Regions from separate parts of the Sus scrofa genome. Here regions 1 and 2 are each linked to region 3. The links are chromatin contacts, called in public HiChIP or PLAC-seq maps. All regions are on one chromosome and are shown on one strand. The core of a region is the stretch at or near the end of the contact, and the rest is flanking DNA. Distances in the headings are between cores, read along the strand shown. Region 1 overlaps FGGY (FGGY carbohydrate kinase domain-containing protein). Region 2 overlaps FGGY (FGGY carbohydrate kinase domain-containing protein). Region 3 overlaps FGGY (FGGY carbohydrate kinase domain-containing protein).

Region 1 (3,706 bases), core at 191-2,690, 280 kb before region 3:
GGAAGGAAGGTGGAGGTGAAAAGGAAAAGTTGATTAATAGTGACCTGGAATATTACTCAGTCTTGGCAAAAAGCTTTTTTTTTTAAGTCCCAAATCTCTACCACAAACATGGCTTCCTTCAGATTCTGGTTACTTGTAAACCTTATGTGTACTCAAGGGGTATAGAGCAGGTAGGATTCTGACCTGTCTACCTTAACTTCCATCTTCACATAATCGTAGCTGTTCTTTGTCTTCCCTCTCTGGAAACTGGCATAAGGAGAAGAGTGAGAAGGTGGGAGAGGGCTCCACTGGTATTCATCCAGTACCCACTGGAATGCCTGTGTCCATCCTGTTTTGTCAGTGTATTAACCAGAGTCCCTGCAAAAAGCAGGTGGCACACACCAGTGGGGTAATTTAAGAAGAATGGGCAAGTGTGGGGAAACCACAGGGGAATGTACACAAGACCCCTGGGCGCCCAGAATGGGCGCCGGTGCCAAGGACAAGGGTGTGGGTGGGCGTGTTACCAGGTCCTGGAGAGATGATCTGCAGAGAGCCTCAGGAGTTTGACCATTGGTAGAGAGTCACCGCCAGGCCACACTTCCCTCTGGTCTTCTGATGTCCCTCAGTGTCCCCTCCTTGGCCAAACCAGTTCCAGGCCAGAGGGCGGGGGGCAGCAGGGGTGGGGTGGGACGGGGCTTTGGCTGTGATTCATACCACCACCATCCTGGGTGAGAAAGCAGGGTGGAGAAGGTTAGGGGGTGCATCTGAAGAGGCAGGTGGAGGATATCTGGAGCAATGGGACATTCGTTCTGATTGTTTCCCTCTTGTGGTCAGATATTTGTGGAGGAATCAGGTGGTGGGGGTTGAGGGGTGGCTGTGCTTTGGAGTCAGAGAGTCTGGTACAGAATCACATCTGCTCCACTTGCTCAAGAGTGATTCTCGGCTCTTCTAAGTTCACCAAGCTCGTGTTTCCTCATCGTATGGTGGGATCAAGTCTAATGCCTAAACCAAAAGCTTTTGGGGAGGCTCAAAACAGAAAATATTTCGCTGCTCTTGAGGGGACTTGGAAAAGGCTGGAAGAGGCTGTAGGAAAATGTGAGCAGCAGACCTCAGTGGAGTTGTTTTTCTATAAAAACAGATATAACTCTGTCGTGAGCTTAGAGTTGCTTTTTTGTTCAATACATTTTTCTATATTTCAGATTCCTTACCTCAGGAAAACGAAAACAAGGGTTATTGATAAATATGTTGGTACTACGCTCCAAGTGATAATTGTTCGCTGACACTGTGCTCTCTGCTTTACTGAGGTGTGTGGATTAGCATCCACAGCAGAGCTGGCTTGACTGTGGGCACACCGCCATGTGTCATTTCTTGTGATGTGGCCATAGGCGCAATTCTAGTGTCTCATCCCCAGGAAGCCTCTGCCAGCCCCTCCAGGGCTTCTCCTCTGAGTAACTGTAGCCCAGGGCTACTCCCAGCACTTAGCACATCCTGTTGCAATGATTCCCTCTGCTAGACTGGGACCTCCTTAGGCCCACGCTGTTCTATTCATCTCCGAATCATGGGCCTTGTCTCTTGTTCCTAAATGCTGCTTTCCTTCCTGTTGTCCAGGTTCCCTTACAGGCTACAGGGAGTCCTCAGGCTCAGGAACCAGAGCTCCTGCAGCAGAGAACAGCTGATCTATGCTTTGTCTATTCTCCATTTCCAAAGTCCTGGGGAAGAATTTTGATTATTTTCATATGGGTCAGGTCTACATCCTTTCAACTAGTCCCAGGGAGTGGTATGTTATAATGATCTCAGCTTTAGTCAGTGGTCCATTCCCAGGGGAATCTGGTGCGGTGAGTGAGGCAGGGTCTCTACAATCATGTCAGCTCTTATAAATCCATTGGTTGCAGTGGAGGAAGATGAATCAGTTAGGAATGCATTCAGCTTCATGATAATAGCAAGAAGCTCTTATTTAAATCAACGGGTTGCCCTGGGGAAGAAGCATATATCAGGAATATATTTGCAAAAGTGCAAACATTGGTTTTTGGAGGATGAAAGTATCTGAGATACTGCAGTGATGTGTAGCCTTCTAAAGCCCATCCCTACCTAACAATGTAAACAGATATGTATAGGTATTAAAATTTCATGAGGGCAGGGATAGGAAAGGTATGTCTAAAAAGGGGTTTCAGTGGATTTGATGGTGAAAAAAAAAAGGGTTGCGATGCGATGCGAGTTATAATGACAGTAATCATGCCTAACACTTATGTAGTACTTAACAAGCGACAGAATTTTTTTTTTTGCCTTATATATTTTATTAACTCTGAAAATATGGCCGTTTTACAGTGGCTTCAACAAGTAGACTTGATTTCCTACTCTCTTGCTCTTAAATAAAAGTCCAAAGGTGATTAGACCATGTCAAAATGAGCATATCTTTAGTTGTGTAGACTTTTCCTTCAGGCTAGTAACCTCATGGTTATGAGATCATTGCTGTAGCTCCAGACATTGCATCCACCTTTAATACTAGAAGAGTGGGGAAAAAATGGAGAAAGCAGTATCTCCTTTTTCTTTTTGTTCATCTTTTTTAAAAATGAGAAAAGTAAAAGCTTTTCCAAAAACTCTCCTACTGGATTTCTGCCTATGTCTCTTTGGGTGGAATAAGGTTGCCTGGCCACTTGTAGCTAAAAGACAGGTAGGGATAGGAGAACAAGATTGTTCTGTTCACTTAGATCCACACAATCTAATATGATAGCCAGCTAGGACTATTCAAAACGGGTTTTTTTGTAATTGAGATACAATTCATAGTCCATAGTATTTACCATACTAAGTGCATATTTTGGTGATTTCTTATATATTCATGAGATTATGCAACTGTCACCACTATTTAATTCTAGAATATTTTCATCACTACCAAAAGATTCCAATATTCATTAGTAGTCACTCCCCATTCCCCCTTCCCCCAGCCCGTGGCAACACAAATCTACTTTCTGTCCCTACGGATTTGTCTGTTCTGCACATTATACATAAATGGAATTATATGATATGTGGCATTTTATGTCTGGCTTCTTTCAGTTAGCATACATTTTTTAAGGTTCATTTAAGTTGGAACATGTGTCAGCACTTAAAAAAAAAGAAATAGGAGTTCCCATCCTGGCTCAGCTGAAATGAATCTAACTAGTATCCATGAGGATGCAGGTTTGATCCCTGGCCTCACTCAGTGGTTTAAGGATCCAGCATTGCCATGAGCTGTGGTGTAGGTCACAGATGCAGCTCAGATCTGGCGTTCCTTCGGCTACGGCGTAGGCCTATGGCTACAGCTCAGATTCCACACCTAGCTTGGGAGCTTCCATATGCCCCAGGAGTGGCCCTGAAAGGCCAAAAAAAAAAAAAAAAAAAAAAAGAGTTCCTTTTTATGACTTGATAATAGTCAATTGCATGCATATTCCACATTTTGTTTAATTCATTCATTTGTTGTTGGAGATTTAGGTTGTTTCCAACTTTTAGTTTTATAAATACTGCTCTGAATATTCATGTACAAGTTTTTGTGTGAATGGATTTTCATTTCTCTTCAGTTCTCTTGGGCATGTTCCTAGGAGTGGAATTACTAGATTATATCCTAACTCTATGTTTAACCCTTTTTGTCCCCCTTTGGCCATGCCTGTGGTACGAAGAAGTTCCTGGTTCCTCACCACAGCTGTGACAAGCCCAGATCCTTAATTCATTGAGCCACCCGGGAACTCCTGTGTTT
Region 2 (3,685 bases), core at 638-3,137, 300 kb before region 3:
AGATTCCACCTATGAGTGATATCATACAGTGTTTGTCTTTTCTGTCTGACTTATTTAGCACAGTTCCCTCAAGGTCCATCTCTGTTGAAAATGGCAGGATTTCCTTCTTTCTCTTGGCTGAATAATATTCCATTGCCGATGTACAGCACATCATTCTTCTATCCACTGACACGTAGGTTATTTACGTATCTTGGCTATTGTGAAGAATGCAGCAATAAGCATGGGCAATCAGATGTCTCTTCAAGATCCTGTTTTCATTTCCTTTGGATCTATATGCAGAAGTAGGATTGCTGGATCATATGGTAGTATTACTATTAACTTTGTGAGAGACCTCCAGGCTGTTCTTCACAGTGGCTGCACCAATTCACTTTCACAATAGTGCACAAGGGCGCCCTTTTTCCACATGCTTAAAACACTTGTTATCTTGTTTTTTGATGATACTTTTGGCTTTTCCTAAAATGAGTCATGCTTTTTGAGTATTACAGTGTATGCCTGGTTTTAGTGACATTTATGTGGGAGGCTAATCACTGGCCTCATTGAATATTTTTCTAAGTTCCTGAGAGAGTTCAAGATTTGTGAAGTGTTTGTAGCTTCATGATTTTTTTTTTTTTCAGTGCTGATGGATTTCAGGGTCTGGGACCTTAGAGAATGCAACACCCCCTCCATCCAGCCCTGCTCTCTCAGCCCCTAACTAGAGGGTAAAGAAGTTGGAAGGATAACAGGAAAGAGTAGGTCACAGAACCAGTGATTGGAGGAACTAGAGTTTTAAGCCATCACACTTTCCAGAAGTAGCCCCAGCCCCATTGACTCTTGGTTTATACACAGTAGGGAAAAACAAAAACAAACGAACAAAAAACACTGGACTTCAAATTGAGCTTGGACCCCCTTCAGCCTCTTTACATATGTGATTTTAGGGAAGTAACCTTGCTGAACATCTATTTCTTCATCTGCAAAATGGGGATAATATTACCTCCTTCATGATGATAATGATGATTTATTGAGGCAAATGATGATATTTAAGCCATACTAGTTGTATCTTTGTTGAGGGAAGCAGTAAGAGCTAGAGCTGTTCACTGGCATCTTCTGTGTCCTAAGAAATGGGTCGTAGGTTTTGCAAAGCAGCAAGGACTCCATAGTACCCCAAAGTGGCAGGTATTCCCGGGAGTGGAATTCTGGGAGGTCCAATTCCAGAGAAAACCAGGCACCAGGTTAGATACTTTATGTCTTAAATGTCCTTGTTTTCAAAAAAGTATCTAAAAGCCATTCAACAATATCAGGATTTAGACTTCAGTGTGTGTGTGTGTGTTTGTGTGTGTGGCCATTGGTGCAAGTCAGGACCTAAGGACTATAAAAATATTGATGCAACTGTCAGAGGTACATGGTATTTGACCTTCTATTAATAAAGACAAATTATTGCATTTCTGTGATATTTGAGTCTGCAAGAACTTCCCTTGATTCTGCTGGTACTTCTGCTCCCCAGCTCCTGGGGCTGCTGGGGTGAGGGACACGGGGTTGTGTTTCTGATTTATGAGGTGGAATAGTAGTCTGATTTACTCAACAGAAAGTCAGCGAAGGTTCAGATAACAACGGAGTGCAACTTCCTGAATGATAACCACAGCAACAACTCAAGCGTTTGGTGGCAGGACAGCAAGTTTGGCCAGAAGTCATCCACAAAATAAACTATGAGCCGGGTGGAATGACTAGTAGGTGAGCACAAATAAATAGAGGGCAAAGCAAATACTGAGCCCATGAAACTGGAAGCAGAAGGACTTCGAGGGAGGTTTTCTTGTGGACATTTGCAGGATGTCGGGAGTGGAGTGTTCATTGTGGCTGTTTGCTGACACCATCCCACTTCCTGTGTTGTTCCTTTTCACTCAAATTTCAATGGCAGGGCATGCCACCAGAGCAGGGTAGGGCAGTGTACCCTGCGTTACTTAAGAGACATCTCAGCTTACACAGGGCGGCATTTTTATTTTTCACCCTCGCCTGTGCTGCATTTGAAGAGAGTACTTTGGAATCAGCTCATCTAAGCCTCCAACTTCAAAGGGGGCTCATTCTTGTTTGACAACAGTCAAACATTTTTGCCAGTTCTTTGACCTTTAGAATAACATGCACTCAGGTCTGCCCTGTCAACTGTCTATAAAAATCCAAGCAGATCAACGACTTGATCTTTTCAAGAGCACATCTAAAGGACGGAGACCCTTCTAATTTTGTTCCTCTAGGACTTGTTTTGGGAAAACCCAGCTGCTGCTCCTAGTCTTAATGAGATGTGACTTTAGAAGGGTTGAGTCTGTGGGCCTCGACTTACATTGTGGTCCTGTACCCTTTTATTACAAATTACACATGATGTTTTTAGCCACTCACATCAGCATTTTTCCCCAGCTGCAGTCAATTTTATCTCATTCTTGTTGATCATGATCATTTGTGAAAGTATAAAAAGGAAAAACAACAACAACAACAACCAGTGTTTCCAAAGGCCATTTGCCATGGGGAAATAGAATATGTTGACCTTTCTGCTTGTGTCCATTTGGGGGCTTTGGCCATGAGGGTCAGGTCACATGTGGCTTCGGGAACTATTCCTTGGTGTGTTTCAGGCAGTCCAAATATCTTGAAATTTTGCAGAATGCGAAAGAAAAGCCAGAGGCTGGTGAGATTCAGCTAGAACCCAGTTGACTACTGAGGACAATAAAAATCTGATGCAACTTGTTTATGTCTTTGCAAAGTAGTAATAATAATAATATTACTTTACGTGTATATAGTTCCTATCTTCTTACAGAATTCAAAACAGTGTCCCTTTTTGTATGCCCTCTGTTTCAAAAATATATCTGAGATGTTGTATGTAAAATGATGCTGCCTGTAAAATGCAGGCACATCATCACGGAGAATAAGTGAATGTGGTGGTGGGAATCATATTTTATCAGAAGTACCTAAAATCAGGAATGAGGAAGCCTGTCAAGCTTCTAATAGTTATGAGGCAGTTTTGTATCTCAGTTTCAGTATCTATATTGTGAGGCTAATAATAGTACATTTCCCATTGATGGTATGAATACATGTAAAGCATTTACATCGTAATGCTTGTACATGGTACATTCTCAGTAAGTATTGTTGTTCATGTTGGTTCTAGAATAGGGCAAATATGAATATAAAAGTCCACTCTGTCCCTTATTGGTTTATACAGCCTTGGACAGTACTGGTAATGATCAATTTGGTTGCAGTTTATTGAATATAACTTCTACTGCCAAACATTATATGGTACTTGATATACATTACTTAACTCTTAATCCTTACATTAACTTTCCAAGGTTTATATGATTATACCCATTTTATAGATGAGTAAGGTAAGGCTTAGAAATGTTAAGAAACTTTCCCAAAGTAACATAGCTAGATTAGTAGCAAAGCTGACTCTCTAAGTTCTTGCTCTTTGTTAGCTACGTAGTTACCTTCTCCAAGACATAATTTTATCATTTGTAATAGGAATAACAATAGTTCTTTGTCAGGATTAGATATTGTACTTGGTACTTATAGACACTCCTGACACAGTGATAGTATCGTGATGCACAGTGATGGTATCATCATCTCCAATTAGCACTTTCCATGCAATAGAATTTTCCTTTTTTGTGTTCCTCATGTTATATATGTACCTGTAGGGATTGAAAGATAGTCCTTAAGGATGGGTTCTTGCATT
Region 3 (3,755 bases), core at 12-2,511:
CTCCCCGCCTCCTGCTCTAAAGCCATCCCGCAAGCATTCAGCTCTCAGGCCCTCGATTGACCACCTGTGTGGCCTTGGTCAGGGTTCTTAATCTCTCTGTGTCTCAGTGTGGATAGTAAATAACCTCCTGTGTTATTTGTAAAGATAAATGAGATAATCCATATAAAGCGATTAGAACAGTGTCGGGCATATCATAAGTACCAAGTGCATTGCTGCCTGCCTTCCTCAAATACCTGCTGCCTCGTTCTCAGATGAGCATTAGGGATGCTGAGGTATACAGAACCCTGTCTGCCTTGAGGAGTCCTGTCCCTGCTGTTTACTGAGTGTCTCCTGTGAGGCACACACTTTGCTTGGGTTACCTCATTGAGTCCCCACCACAATCTAAAGTGGTGCTTACTCTTCTCAGAATTCTTCTCAGACTGCAGCCCAGAGACCAGAGAAGTCATGTGACATTCCCTGTGGCAAGCAGTTCACAAATGGTAGCAGTGGAATCAGAACTCAGGTCTCTCAGGCTCCAGATCTAGTGTTTTTCACCCACCTCACTCAGGCTGCCATTGCCTGACTTGTTTCGAAAGGAAAAAAAAAAAAGCAGCAGCAGTGCATCGTGGGAGTGATCATATGGGAAATAAACTCTCCTTCTCAGGGCATCCGCTTCCAGCTTTCAGAAGTGGGGGGTGGGAATGGGCTAGGCTCAAGAGCCCAGCTCCCAGCAGTCCTTGCTTCTACCCATCTGAAAAGGATCCGTCTTTAAAAGCAAGGAGCCAGAAAAAATAATTCATACTAAAAACAAACTCTGTCATGAGTCATTTGACTTTGCTTTCCCCTGAACACATAGTTTATGTCTTGGGCGAGCTAAGGCTAAAGGAACATCTGATATGTTTTAGGCTAGCAGAGCCATTATTTTTGGAGCTGTACGTCCAATCTGTGCCCATTGGACCCCATGGTTTAAATCAAGTCTTCTGCTCAGGAGACCCGACAATTTGTTATTGCTGTTGGAGTTTGTTTTGGGGTTTGATTGTGTATGAGTTTTACCAAGGTGACAAGAATCTCTTTGTTCAGTGATTCAAAAGTTCTCAGGTGGTGAACTAACCTAGGCAGTGGTTATTCTGAGTCAGCACATGCTGGTGAGGACTGTGTGTAAACCCACATGTGTTCAGGTAGACGAGCCCCTTCAGAAATGAGAGGGAGAGAAGAGGGGAGGGCAGTTTCCAAATGAGCTGCTTTCTTCCCATCCGCAGAGGAGGGAGACGCGGCCCTGGGTCAGAGTATTTCTCAATCCTGCGCGAACAGGATGTAACCCCGAACACAAGGCAAGTGTCTCTGTCTCTTTGGCTGACTCGCTTCTCTTTAGATAGTGAACAATGGTAGAAATACACTTACACTGTAAAAACGCAGACGACATAGAAATTCAGAGTAAAAGGCAAAAGGCACAAGCCTCTCCTGATCCCAGAGGGAATCGTTACTGTCTGTTTTGTATGTCTTCTTCACCTTGTTAATGCATTCACAGACATATGTATGGGAGCGTCTAGGATCATAGTGTGCAAATTGCTCCACAAGGTTTTTTTTCACTTATTAGCTGTCGGGAGGATGTCAGTGCATATAGAGCCGCCCTATGTCTATTACCTGTGGGTGGTAATTCCAGAGTCTGCATTTATAAAAAGTTACTTAACCTATGTCCTATTGATTGACATTTAGACTGTGTTTGGTATCTAGTTTTGCATATGGCAATGCCAGGATCATCCTGGGTATGGTTCTTTACATACATGTGTGAAGAGTTCTCTTGGAGAGATACAAAAAAATAAAATTTCTTCTGGGAGGATTCGTGCGCTTGAAATTGTCTTAGCTATGGCCAAAATGCCCTCCATAAAGGCCAGCCCAGTTTGTATTTCTGCCAACGGTGCCCCTCTGCCTTTGCCAACACTGCGTATTGTCAGTCGCTTAACATTTTTGCCAAAGTCTTGGGCAGAAAATGACTGCTTATGTTCTTTTCCTTTGCCTCTGCCCTGTTGCTAGTAAGAATGAACATTTTCTTTATATCCTCGGTCTGTCATCTGTCAATGGCCTATTAAGATCCTCTCTTCATTTTCCTATAGGGTTTTTTGTCTTTCTTTTGCAGATTTAGAGGAGTTCTTCGTGTGCTCTGTACCTCAGTCCTTTGTCGTATATATTGAAGTTTTTCTTGTAATAGGATCCTCATCATCTACCTTTGCTTATAGTGTCTTATCCAGAAGTTTTCAATTTTCCTTTACTGACATCTGTGAATCTCTTTCTTTATGGCTTCAAGATTTCTTGGAGACTTTCCCTATAAACTATTTCTTTTCCTGAAGCTATGTTTTTCAGAATAATAACATTTTAGACCAGAACACACCAGGCTGGCAGGATGGTCTCTGTGTTTATGCAGACATTCCTGGTAATTTCACCATTAATTACGGGGAAATTCTGAAACCATATGGATCAGTCATAGGCAAATGAGAGGCAGTCGGGGACTAGCTAGGAGCTTGCAGCCTGAAGTCATGTATATGGGCCTTGGACCAACCACACCTAGGCTCCTGTACTTGCACTTGATTTGAGGAACATCATTTCGCTGTTCTGAGCCTTAGTTTATTTCTCTGTAAAACGGAACAAATCACAGTTTTAAGGGTTTAACATCTCCTTTGTTTCTGCCTACTTAATACATGTTTATTTCTGCCCCTCCTGATAAAAGATCTCCCCCCCACACACACACATTTAAATGTAATCAGTCACTTAAAACTATTGACTTCTATCTCTTCTGAGGATTTTGTAGCTGCATAGAGGAGTCACAGCTTTCCCCAGAGTCTGAGGCAATTTCCTCATGATGCATCTCCATGGGCCTAAAGGAAACTAAACACCTACACCATTGCTCAATGCTGGAAAATTCTCCAGGGTGGCTGACCCTTTTTGGAGGAGAGGAGCCAGGGCTCTGGGGGACTACTCCCGTCCACGTGAGTGGGGAGCTTTTGGTAGTTCCTGGATTCACTGAGCCTCCTGCCTGTCCTGAGACAATTCCTTCTCATTTGTTTTTTGTTTTGTTTTGTTTTTGTTTGTTTGTTTGTCTTTTTAGGGCTGCACCTGCGACATATGTAAACTCCCGCGCTAGGAGTTGCAGTTGAGTCTACACCACAGCCATAGCAACACAGGATCCGAGCCACATCTGCGACCTACACCACATCTCATGTCAACATCAGATCCTTAACCCACCGAGCAAGGCCAGAGGTCAAACCCTTATGGATACTAGTCCTCATGGATGCTGGTCAGATTCATTCCCTTTGAGCCATGATGGGTCCTCCAATTTCCTCCACTTTGAAATCATCTCCTCTTCCCCTCCCCTCCCCCGGCATCCTTCATTTATAGCAACACAGCACTCGACGTTGGGGGCCCAGACACTTGCACCTAACTACCTGGGTTCAAAATCTAGCTCTGCCACTTTTACTTGTGAGCCTTGGAATAGATGTCCTCATTTCTCTCTGGCTCAGTTTCCCTCTCTGTAAAATGGGAATATTAGTATTACCTACCTCGTAGGGCCATTATGAGAGTTAATATTTATCAGGCCTTTGACACACGGTACAGTGATCAAGGAATCACAAAGAAATAATGTATGGTACCCGAGTCCTGGCTCACAGCCAGTTGACTTTGAATAACATACCTGTTCTAACCTTGCCTCTCTCATTTGTAAAATGGGTATGAAAATGTCTGCTTCATAAGATTGCTGGGAAGGTCAAATGAGGTAATGCATG

Evidence for each region. HiChIP or PLAC-seq counts read pairs in DNA pulled down with a chosen protein or histone mark.
Region 1: a contact with region 3 is called in an H3K27ac HiChIP or PLAC-seq map of alveolar macrophages. The contact joins two enhancer-like sites. A contact is called at or near these places in 1 of 47 Hi-C or Micro-C datasets (embryonic fibroblasts) and 1 of 2 datasets of contacts at active chromatin or transcription factors (alveolar macrophages).
Region 2: a contact with region 3 is called in an H3K27ac HiChIP or PLAC-seq map of alveolar macrophages. The contact joins two enhancer-like sites. A contact is called at or near these places in 6 of 47 Hi-C or Micro-C datasets (embryonic fibroblasts, liver, omental adipose tissue and 2 more) and 2 of 2 datasets of contacts at active chromatin or transcription factors (alveolar macrophages and skeletal muscle).

Annotation. Positions count from the first base shown.
Region 1 is chr6:153,092,220-153,095,925 of Sscrofa11.1, reverse strand. The region is part of intron 5 of FGGY (FGGY carbohydrate kinase domain-containing protein); the gene reads left to right. Among named protein-coding and RNA genes, the nearest start is that of FGGY, 120 kb to the left of the region's middle. Within about 2 kb of position 1,440, at least 3 of the 83 cell types and tissues checked have an H3K27ac peak or open chromatin away from gene starts, as enhancers often do. A contact at or near this core is called in alveolar macrophages, where this site is marked.
Region 2 is chr6:153,117,928-153,121,612 of Sscrofa11.1, reverse strand. All of the region lies in intron 5 of FGGY (FGGY carbohydrate kinase domain-containing protein), which reads left to right. Among named protein-coding and RNA genes, the nearest start is that of FGGY, 93 kb to the left of the region's middle. Within about 2 kb of position 1,887, at least 15 of the 83 cell types and tissues checked have an H3K27ac peak or open chromatin away from gene starts, as enhancers often do. A contact at or near this core is called in alveolar macrophages, where this site is marked.
Region 3 is chr6:152,814,572-152,818,326 of Sscrofa11.1, reverse strand. The region is part of intron 14 of FGGY (FGGY carbohydrate kinase domain-containing protein); the gene reads left to right. Among named protein-coding and RNA genes, the nearest start is that of HOOK1, 110 kb to the right of the region's middle. Within about 2 kb of position 1,261, at least 19 of the 83 cell types and tissues checked have an H3K27ac peak or open chromatin away from gene starts, as enhancers often do. A contact at or near this core is called in alveolar macrophages, where this site is marked.